Regions from separate parts of the Mus musculus genome. Here regions 2 and 3 are each linked to region 1. A link is a contact called in public Micro-C and promoter capture Hi-C data. All regions are on one chromosome and are shown on one strand. Each heading gives the region's core, a stretch centred on a gene start, on an enhancer-like site or on the middle of the called end of the contact. The rest is flanking DNA. Distances are from core to core; before and after follow the strand shown.

Region 1 (2,700 bases), core at 113-2,612:
ACACCAGACCCCCATGCCCATTGCAAGTATGAATGGTAACCTGGACCAAGCAAGAGCAATCCTCTAAGCACTAGCCACCAAGTCTGAAGGGGTAGCCACAGGTGGCATGCCTCTGCCTGTACTTTGAGGTTCTAGCAAGCAGCCAAATCTGGCGAACTTGTGGCCACCTCACTGTACATTCTCAAGTTCTGAAGGAATGCTGTTAATTATTACTGTGAACCCAGGAGAGCCCACGAGGGTCTGGCCCAAACTAGCTCCCTGCAACACGCAGAACCTAACCAACAACGGACTAGAATACAAGAAGCTTCCTTTCCGAATCAGTCTCTGCCTGCCACCTTCCCTTCATAGGATGGACACTGGAGTTCGAAGACTACCAAGTATGTCTGCTCCATGTCTGGTTAACTTCCAGTTGTCTAGTCTTTATAGTGGGGTGAACTTCATGGGGCTGCCTGTATATTTTGAAGGCCAGCAAAACCACATTTCAATACTCATTTAAAGTGGATCCCAGCCCGGTGTGGTGGTGCACACCAGTTATTCTAGTACTTAGGTGGTGGAGTAAGATGACGAGTTCAAGACCATCCTGAGCTGCATACCAGCACGGGCCACAGGAGACCCTGACTCAACAAAACAAAACAGCGACTCTCCCCTATTTCCCGGGCAGGTACACAAATATGAAGTTTTCGGAGCAGGGGGCTAAGGACTGCAGAAATCAACAACTTGGTTTGGTTTTCAAATGCCAGCCAGCGCTCAGGTACTGCAGATTCCTCGAAGCTAGGGATTCTGGGATGCGGACCGCCCGCTGAACTGGGGTACCAGGGGGGTCAAGAGCATCATCCTGTTAACACCCGTTCCCCAGCCCCTCTGGGACCCCTCGCGCTGGTCCAGCCCGGATCCCGTCCCAGACGCGCACTCACTGGGCGGCGGGGAGTATCTGCCGGGCTCCTGTATCCACGGTGCTCCGTCTTCGGAATTTTCCGACTTGACCGAGGCGGTCTCGAAGGGCTTGACGAGAGGCCCGGGACTGTGAGCGTCCCGGACGCCGTGTCCCGGCAGCAGCAGCGGCCGCAGGACAGCGCCAGCCGAGGCGCAGTCGGGTGGCACCGCGGGCGATTCCTTGGGCGGCTTCTTGTCGGACATGAGCGCCTCCACGCTGAAGGGCAGGCTGGAGACCTTGACCCTGCGTTCCTCTGCGCTGCCCTCGGCTCCTCCAGGCCCGGGACCCGGGCCGGCCAGTACCGCGGGGCCCTCCTCATCCGACGAAAACAAGTCACCGCCTTTAGTCGGAGAAGCCATGACTTTCTGCGCCGCGTAGCTGTCGGCGCGCGACTCCGCTGGCAACTCTCAAGCGAAGACTCCAACTTTTGGGGGGGGAGCCGGCAGGGGCGCGCTGGGAGCCCAGCCTGTCCTCCGAGGGGAAGTGGGAGACTCGGCTCAACCAACTGGCGACGGCCCTGCTCCTGACGCCACGGACGCTCGCCACCGATTGGCTCTCCCTGGAGAGGCTTGGGGCCCTTCCCCCGCCCCGTTTGAAATAAATTAGGAGTTAATTACAGGAGCAGTCAGCAGAGTTGTTATTAGGCGATCCCTCAAGGGTTATAATCGCCCAAACTGAAAAGTCTAAGGCGTAATTAAAGCCGATTGTTTAAAGAGGAAGCTTGCCGAGTCTCATTTCTTGTCTTTTAACCCCTCTTTAAAGTGTTTCTGGTGCCGATCCCACACGCTCCCGCCTGAGAATGTTGGAAATCTGCGGAGGGCATGGAACATTTATAAAGCTCCCACTATGAGCTCAAACTAGTGTATCTTTGTAACTATAATGGAAAACAATAGCAGCATCTTTACTAATAGAAATAGTTTAGGCATGGTCCTTAGTTGTCTTATCTTTGGAGAGTGTTCCAAGACATTAGCTGTAACTCATTCCTTAAGAAAAGGGACAAAGATGAGAAAGGCTGAGAGGTGGTCAAGGGATATTCAACTAATCTCTACCCTTTCTCCCTTTTTTTTTCCTTTAAAACAGACTCTTGCTCTCCAGCTCTGGCTAGCTTAGAAGTCGCTCCCTATCTTACCCAAGATGGTCCTGAACTTGCTACCCCACTGGCTTCGTCCCTGGTGTTGAGAGTGTAGGTGTGCACCAGCAGACCCAGCGCCCATTGGTTCCTGGCAGCTAATTTACACAAATGATCTCCATTTCATACTCTGTCCAAACAGGACAAGTTTTAGAAACTGTCAATGGGGATATTTTCTCACCCCTTGAGTCTCCTCTCTAGGCCCGTGCAAAAGTGTGCTCATGAGGTTTTTTTTTTTTTTTTTTTTTTTTGAGTTTGTGTTTGTCATTGGAGTTCAGGTGTCAGGATAGCATCTGCCTTGGGAGGTGATGGGCAGGGGAGAAGGGTATTTGTGACATTTAGTGTCTTTATTCTCTCTGCAAATAACAGGGTTCGACTTTGCAAACCCAAAGCCTGAATATCTTTGGGGAAAGCTCATCTCACCTGACTTTGAAATTTTAAGCAGCATACCTATCAGGATCCCACCCTAAAGCACACTCTCTATCTAACTGCAGCCCCAAAGCATCAGTGACCAACTGTATCAATGCATGGAAGAAGAGAGTTTTGAGACAGAGGCCTGAAATAATTCTGCACCTCCCTTGCCCGCAAGCCAGCAGGAGCAGAAAGATCGCTGCAAACAACCCATTTCAGGCTGCAG
Region 2 (2,877 bases), core at 145-2,644, 740 kb after region 1:
TCACCTACTACAGAATCTTTAAGATCGCCAGGGAGCAAGCCAAGAGGATCAACCACATCAGCTCCTGGAAGGCAGCCACCATCAGAGAACACAAAGCCACCGTGACCCTGGCTGCCGTCATGGGAGCATTCATCGTCTGCTGGTTTCCTTACTTCACTGCCTTCGTTTACCGTGGACTGAGAGGGGATGACGCTGTGAACGAGGTGGTCGAGGGTATCGTCCTATGGTTGGGTTATGCCAATTCAGCCCTGAACCCCATCCTGTACGCCACCCTCAACAGAGACTTCCGCATGGCGTACCAACAGCTCTTCCACTGCAAGCTTGCAAGCCACAACTCTCACAAAACTTCCCTGAGGTTGAACAACTCTCTGCTGTCCAGGAGCCAAAGCCGAGAAGGTAGATGGCAGGAGGAGAAGCCCCTGAAGCTTCAGGTGTGGAGTGGGACAGAACTCACACACCCCCAGGGAAGCCCAGTCAGGTAAGTGGTGTGGGTTGGAAGTGCTGGGAGACACCCCACCCTCTGTGTAGATGATGCTGAGACCGGTTCGTGAGCATTTTACAGAAATCATCTCTCATCCTCTTAGGTAGACCATTTACCTTCCTTTTTAAAAGGCCACGTTAAAGGTAACAGAGATCTTACCAAGATCCACGGAGCTTGACAGAATGTTACTCACTCCAGAGCTCTGAGGCCCTTCTTTCTAACATAACTGCCTTTCCATCAGGTAGCCTAAGTAAGGCCCAACTCTGCAACTCAGGAATTGTGAGTGATCAGTTATACCCTGGTGGGGGGGGGGGGGGGCGGAGCATGCAAAAGTCATATGCAAATCGCTTCTTCCTTGGGGAGTGTTCCAGTCAGTAGGGGATGAGAATGGCAGAGGTTGGAAGGTGTGGCCTCAGTAGAACCGCAAATGTGGGCCTTGTGTGTAGAATTTAGGGAGGGACAGACACAAGGACTAGGGACAAGTGGACTTCATATAGCTGGGTTTCAGAAAGGAGGACGTGGTTAGCAGATCTGGGTTGTGGAGAGAAGGCTATTGTGACCTCTTTGATGTGAGCTAGCGAAGTGAGCCTGTAGATATTTAAGAAGGGAATTGCGTTGATCCATGGGTTGGGGAAGAGAGAAAAGCAAAATCTTGTAGGCTACTTAACAACAACAAAACAAACAAAACCTGTAGAACACTGGGTAAGAAGAGTGCAGTAAGAGTGGGAGCATGGGAAGTGTCCAGGCTAGGAAGAGAAACAGAATCAAGATGAGATTTCAATAAACTCACTGAAGGACAAAGTCACTGCAGGGTGTTGCAAGGACCCAAGGCCCTGTCTCGGGAGGCAGTGAGGAAGCTAGATGTGTGCAGAGCCAGCGCCTGCTTGAGGCATTAAGAGGGTCAAGCGCCTAACAGAGGAGTTGCTCAATGAAGGTGGTTTCTCTTTCTCTTCCCATAAACCACGCCTTAGCCCCCTACAGTGCTAGTCAATGGCGCCTACCCAGTCATTCCTTTCATTATCCATTCATTTGCAAGCCCTGATGGTAGGCTCTGAGTTCTGAGGAACAGCTGCGCTTAGAACTGCCATTGCCACGCCCTTCCATAGGCAGGTCCTCCTATAGGCTGCACACCTGCTCCTCTCCTCCTTCCCTCTGGAGAAAACCTTATTGTTCCTGAACTCTTGCTACAGTGTCACAAATTGTATCATTCTAGCCTCTGGACCTTCCCCAACCCCCACCCCCATCCCTCACTATCAAGTCCGTCCTCCAAGGCCACACAGGGTGTCCCGCACCTGGAGGCTTCCTTGTCCCATCCTGACGGATAAAATACTCCCCTCAATCACATCACCCCACTTCTTTCACAAAGTTGATTGAGTTCACCGTGGAGGAAGAATAAAGACGCAAGGGTTACAGACTAGACAGGAGAAGAAGAAAACAAGTCCTGTTTGGTTCATCCTGTGTGTTACTTGGTATCAACCATTCCTTCAAGTTTCTTAGCAGCCTATTACACACTTGGCAGAGATGACTAAGTTCCACCTGACTCCTTCCATTTGCTATCTGCAGAGGCCAAGAGCGGGCATCAGATTCCCAAGAACTAAAGTGATAGACAGGTGTGAGAACCTGACACAGATGTTGGGAATCTGTTTTCTCCAAGAAGCAGCTCTCTAACTCCTAACCTCCACTTCATAGACAGGCAACCTAGACCCAAAGAGTCCAGTAAATTTCCCTAAGTACTGCATGGTTGGACATTCCCAGAGGCTCCATTACTAAGGAGTCTCTGGGTACTGGTACCTGGTGAGTCTGAAGGTCCACATTTTCTTCTAGTCCTCAGGGTCGCCCTTGGTACAGGCTGGGGAAAGCCATGGTCAGCCAAGAGGTGGTGCTTGCTGCAGAGTAGACCCAGAGCTCGGATCCCGGAGAGCTCAACTGTGGTCTGTCTTGATCCTCTGAGAACAGTGAGCAGGTGGGCTCAGCAGAGAAGAGGGATCAGAGAGCCCACATACTTCTTTAGAATTGCAGGAGACTAAGAACAGCCAGGTTTTCTCTCTGAGCATCCTGGGCACTGTGAGCTTTCTCATCCCTCAGTAAGGTCAGCTCCCAGCTTCCCTGCTGACTGACAGCATGTCTTCTCTGCTCTGTCTGAAGGCAAGAGCAGAACTTACCCAAAGCCTTTAACCCTACCAAGAATCTTGAAGGCAGCCGACCCAGACTCCCCTGAGTGGAGAGGGGCAGGGCACAGCCAGACAATGTAGGGTTCTCGGGAGAGTTAACAAAACTAACTAGCCCTATCTTTCTAGCTTGAGGCTCTGTCTGCCCCTCCTCAGCCCCATTGTGGGGGACACCTCACCCATCCCACCCCAATTCCATCACTAGATGTGAGCTTCTTACCAAATGTC
Region 3 (2,784 bases), core at 71-2,570, 900 kb after region 1:
TGTCAGATCTCTTGGCTTCCAACTCCCTTTGGGCATTAGTGGCCAGTCTAAGTGTCTCTAATGAAACAGGAGCGTGTGACACACACACACACACACACACTTTAGGCCACCTAAATAGAGGGGCCCTGCCATCATACAAAGCTCCTGGTCTGCAGGGGAGCAGGGGGTGCACACTGATGTCTTCTGACTTGTAAGGTTTCTCCCACGTTAAGGCATCTACTGTGAACCCCTCCTTTCCCTCCCTGGATTCTGCCCTACCGCAGCTTGCAGCTCTTGCTCCTGGGAGAGAAGCCATCTCATCTCAGAAGCAGAAGTCATCCCCACTCTGACATAGCTCTGATGGATGCATGAACTTCTGCACTGCTTCCAAAGGCCAGGTGCAAGGCCCTCCCCACTGGAGCCATTTTCCTACACCTCTGGCTGGATGAAAAGAAGGGGCGGGGAGCCAATAGGTGGCAGGCAGAAAGGAGAGGCTCATTAGGAGAGAGGGGGAAAGATGAGTATGGGGGGAGGCTGAGCGAGTAGTAGGGGTCCCCCTGTTGTCTACTCCCTTCTCTTCCCTGGGCTTAGGAGGGAAAGCAGCGCCTTCTAGAATAACATAACCAGAGAACTATTCCTTCTTCCGAGGATAACACATCTACAGAAGACCAGGAGTAGCTCACCTAGGGTTCCCGCTGCAATTTTGCAGCAGTCTTTCTGCTTCTGGGTCCAGAGCAGAGAGCCACTCACCCACTAGGAGGGCCTTCCTCATCCCACACACCAGTGGTTCTGGAGTGAGCGCATAGCTGGACACTACAGTCATAAACTGCAGAAACGATGTGACAGTGGACTGTCTAGTCCAGAAGCCGCTCCCAGGCACAAAGAAGGGGTGATTGAAACTGGGGCTCCTTTAGGGAATTGGGCACCCCAACGGGAGTGTGCCTATCGTAGTGTGCCCAGAGTAACCAAAGAGAACTTTCCTGAAGAGGTGATTACTTGAGTTTCTGCTTTTAAAATCCTTTCTTCCACTCGTGCCCCCAAAGCCCTTCCAAACCTTCGAGCTTGTGGTTCTTGAACACGGAGGAGTTGGGAATGAAGCCTAGCTGCAGGCAGATCGGTACAGCTTAACGCGGAGAGAATAAAAGAGTAGAAAGGAGATAAGGAAGAGAGGGGAAAATGAGGGGGAGGAGACAGTGAGAGGGAAAGGAGAATGAAGAGAGGGGGAACAGGAAAGAGAGGGGAGAAAAGGGAGGGAGTGCAGGAGGGAGGAAAAGGGAGGGAGAGAGAGAGGGAGGGAAGAGAGAGAGAGAGAGAGAGAGAGAGAGAGAGAGAGAGAGAGAGGTTTTGAATTTCCCTTCTGGAAGAGAAGCTGTACGGCGTCAGGGCCTGGCTGAGGGGCGTGATTGGAGGGCGCCTTAGGCATCCGCCCGCCCGCGGCAGCAGCCTCGGCCCCAGCTTGCCTGGCGGAGTTACACCAGGCAGCGGCGCGAGCTGGCTGAGCACACGGCACCGCCTGCTGGAGTCAGCCGGAGCCCTGCAGTGGCTTAGACGGTTGCTGGGACCACCAGGTCGGTGCTGGCCGTGGGCCGGGGAGGCGGAGCCGGGCTGGGGGCAGTGGGGGAACGCTCTGGCTCCGGAACAGCGGGGAAGCCGGGCAGTGTAGCTTTGAGGGGCTCCCCAAGACCGCGGGGCGCTGCGCTGGGACTGCGGCCCCTACCCGCTCGCTGTGGTGCTGAAGGGACAGCTCCCCGCGGAGGCCAGGGGGACCGCTGGAGCTGCAGACTCGGGGCAGGAAGATGTGGGCAGATGCGCACCCGGAGCAGTGGGGCTTGGGGAGCTCCGACCGCCCCGAGTGCGGAGACTCAAGTGTGAACCTGGAGAACAACTTCGAGCCCGCAAGACTAGGGTGGGGGACGTGGTCCTCGGCTGCTTGGGGTGTGGCTACCCCTGAAGCCCTCCCGGACCCTCTGCTACAGGAGCAGAGAGTCACCCCGAGGGGTAGAGTTCGGTTCCCAAGGGAACCCGAGGGTGGCAGAGGCCAGGTGGAGAGAGGAGAGGCCACGTCGGTGGGGGGCAGGGGGGCTATTTGTCCTCTTCCCGCAGGAGCGCTGTTGGAGTAGCACGAGCCTGTGCAGGGTCACAGGCTGCTCCTCAGTCTCAGACCCTCCTCTCCCTGGCAAAGTTTAAGAGCAGGCGAAGGTTCAGAATTGAGAGGCAAGTGTTGGGGGAAGGGGACACGCACTGACCAACTAAGGGCCCCAGGGCAGAGCTGTTGGTCTCCATGAGGGCCGGGGGAGCGGCGCCTGGAAGCCTGCCCTCTCTTCTGTGGGGGGAAAACCCCCGCACTTTCATGACCCAGACGACTGATCCTTTTACTCTGGCCGGACCTCGCTGCACCCCCCGCCCCCCCCCCCCCACACACACACACCCTCCCCGCCACCTCTGAGACGTCTTGCTGCTAGGGGCGTGGGGTGGGGAAGTAGGGGAGACGTCCTCTGTCTCAGCCACTGCCATTAGCGTGGAGTCCCTTGCAAAAAAACAAAAAACAAAAAAACAACGGAGTGTTGAATTGAGTTGTGATTGTAGCCCGTACTTGAATCAGAGAAAAACAGCCGCAAAGACAAACACTGCAGGTGCTCATGTGTGCTTGTCAGAAGGAGGGGCCCGGTTTCTGGGACTCGAACTGGAACTAGAGCAGGTGCCTTAGCTGCCTTTGGCTGGGACTGACAGCAGGGGTGTGGGAGTGTGGGGTCTGGAGGAAAGATGAGGGGCCTGCCCTGGGTCCCCGGTGACTGGCAGCATGGA

The links. Promoter capture Hi-C pulls out the DNA fragments that hold promoters and counts their contacts. A called contact is a pair of places that touch in the nucleus more often than the background predicts.
Region 2: a Micro-C map of embryonic stem cells shows a contact between it and region 1, with 2.6 times the contacts expected there. The contact joins the enhancer-like site here to the promoter of Msx2 in region 1. A contact is called at or near these places in 1 of 39 promoter capture datasets (embryonic stem cells), 6 of 484 Hi-C or Micro-C datasets (all in embryonic stem cells), 1 of 115 datasets of contacts at active chromatin or transcription factors (embryonic stem cells) and 1 of 9 other capture datasets (embryonic stem cells).
Region 3: a promoter capture Hi-C map of embryonic stem cells shows a contact between it and region 1, with 8 read pairs. The contact joins the promoter of Cplx2 here to the promoter of Msx2 in region 1. A contact is called at or near these places in 1 of 39 promoter capture datasets (embryonic stem cells), 1 of 484 Hi-C or Micro-C datasets (embryonic stem cells) and 1 of 115 datasets of contacts at active chromatin or transcription factors (embryonic stem cells).

What each region holds. Positions count from the first base shown.
Region 1 is chr13:53,471,418-53,474,117 of GRCm38.p6, forward strand. It overlaps Msx2 (msh homeobox 2), which reads right to left and starts at 1,363. Exons shown (of 2, transcript NM_013601.2): 1 at 915-1,363. The coding sequence starts at 1,293. It overlaps Gm33763 (a long non-coding RNA gene), which reads left to right. Exons shown (of 4, transcript XR_873406.2): 2 at 2,558-2,700.
Region 2 is chr13:54,214,602-54,217,478 of GRCm38.p6, forward strand. It overlaps Hrh2 (histamine receptor H2), which reads left to right. Exons shown (of 3, transcript NM_001010973.2): 2 at 1-478. Among named protein-coding and RNA genes, the nearest start is that of Gm16578, 7.0 kb to the right of the region's middle. Within about 2 kb of position 1,395, at least 31 of the 459 cell types and tissues checked have an H3K27ac peak or open chromatin away from gene starts, as enhancers often do. A contact at or near this core is called in embryonic stem cells, where this site is marked.
Region 3 is chr13:54,370,029-54,372,812 of GRCm38.p6, forward strand. Cplx2 (complexin 2) reads left to right here and starts at 1,321. Exons shown (of 4, transcript NM_009946.3): 1 at 1,321-1,547. The region is part of intron 1 of LOC115488208 (a long non-coding RNA gene); the gene reads right to left.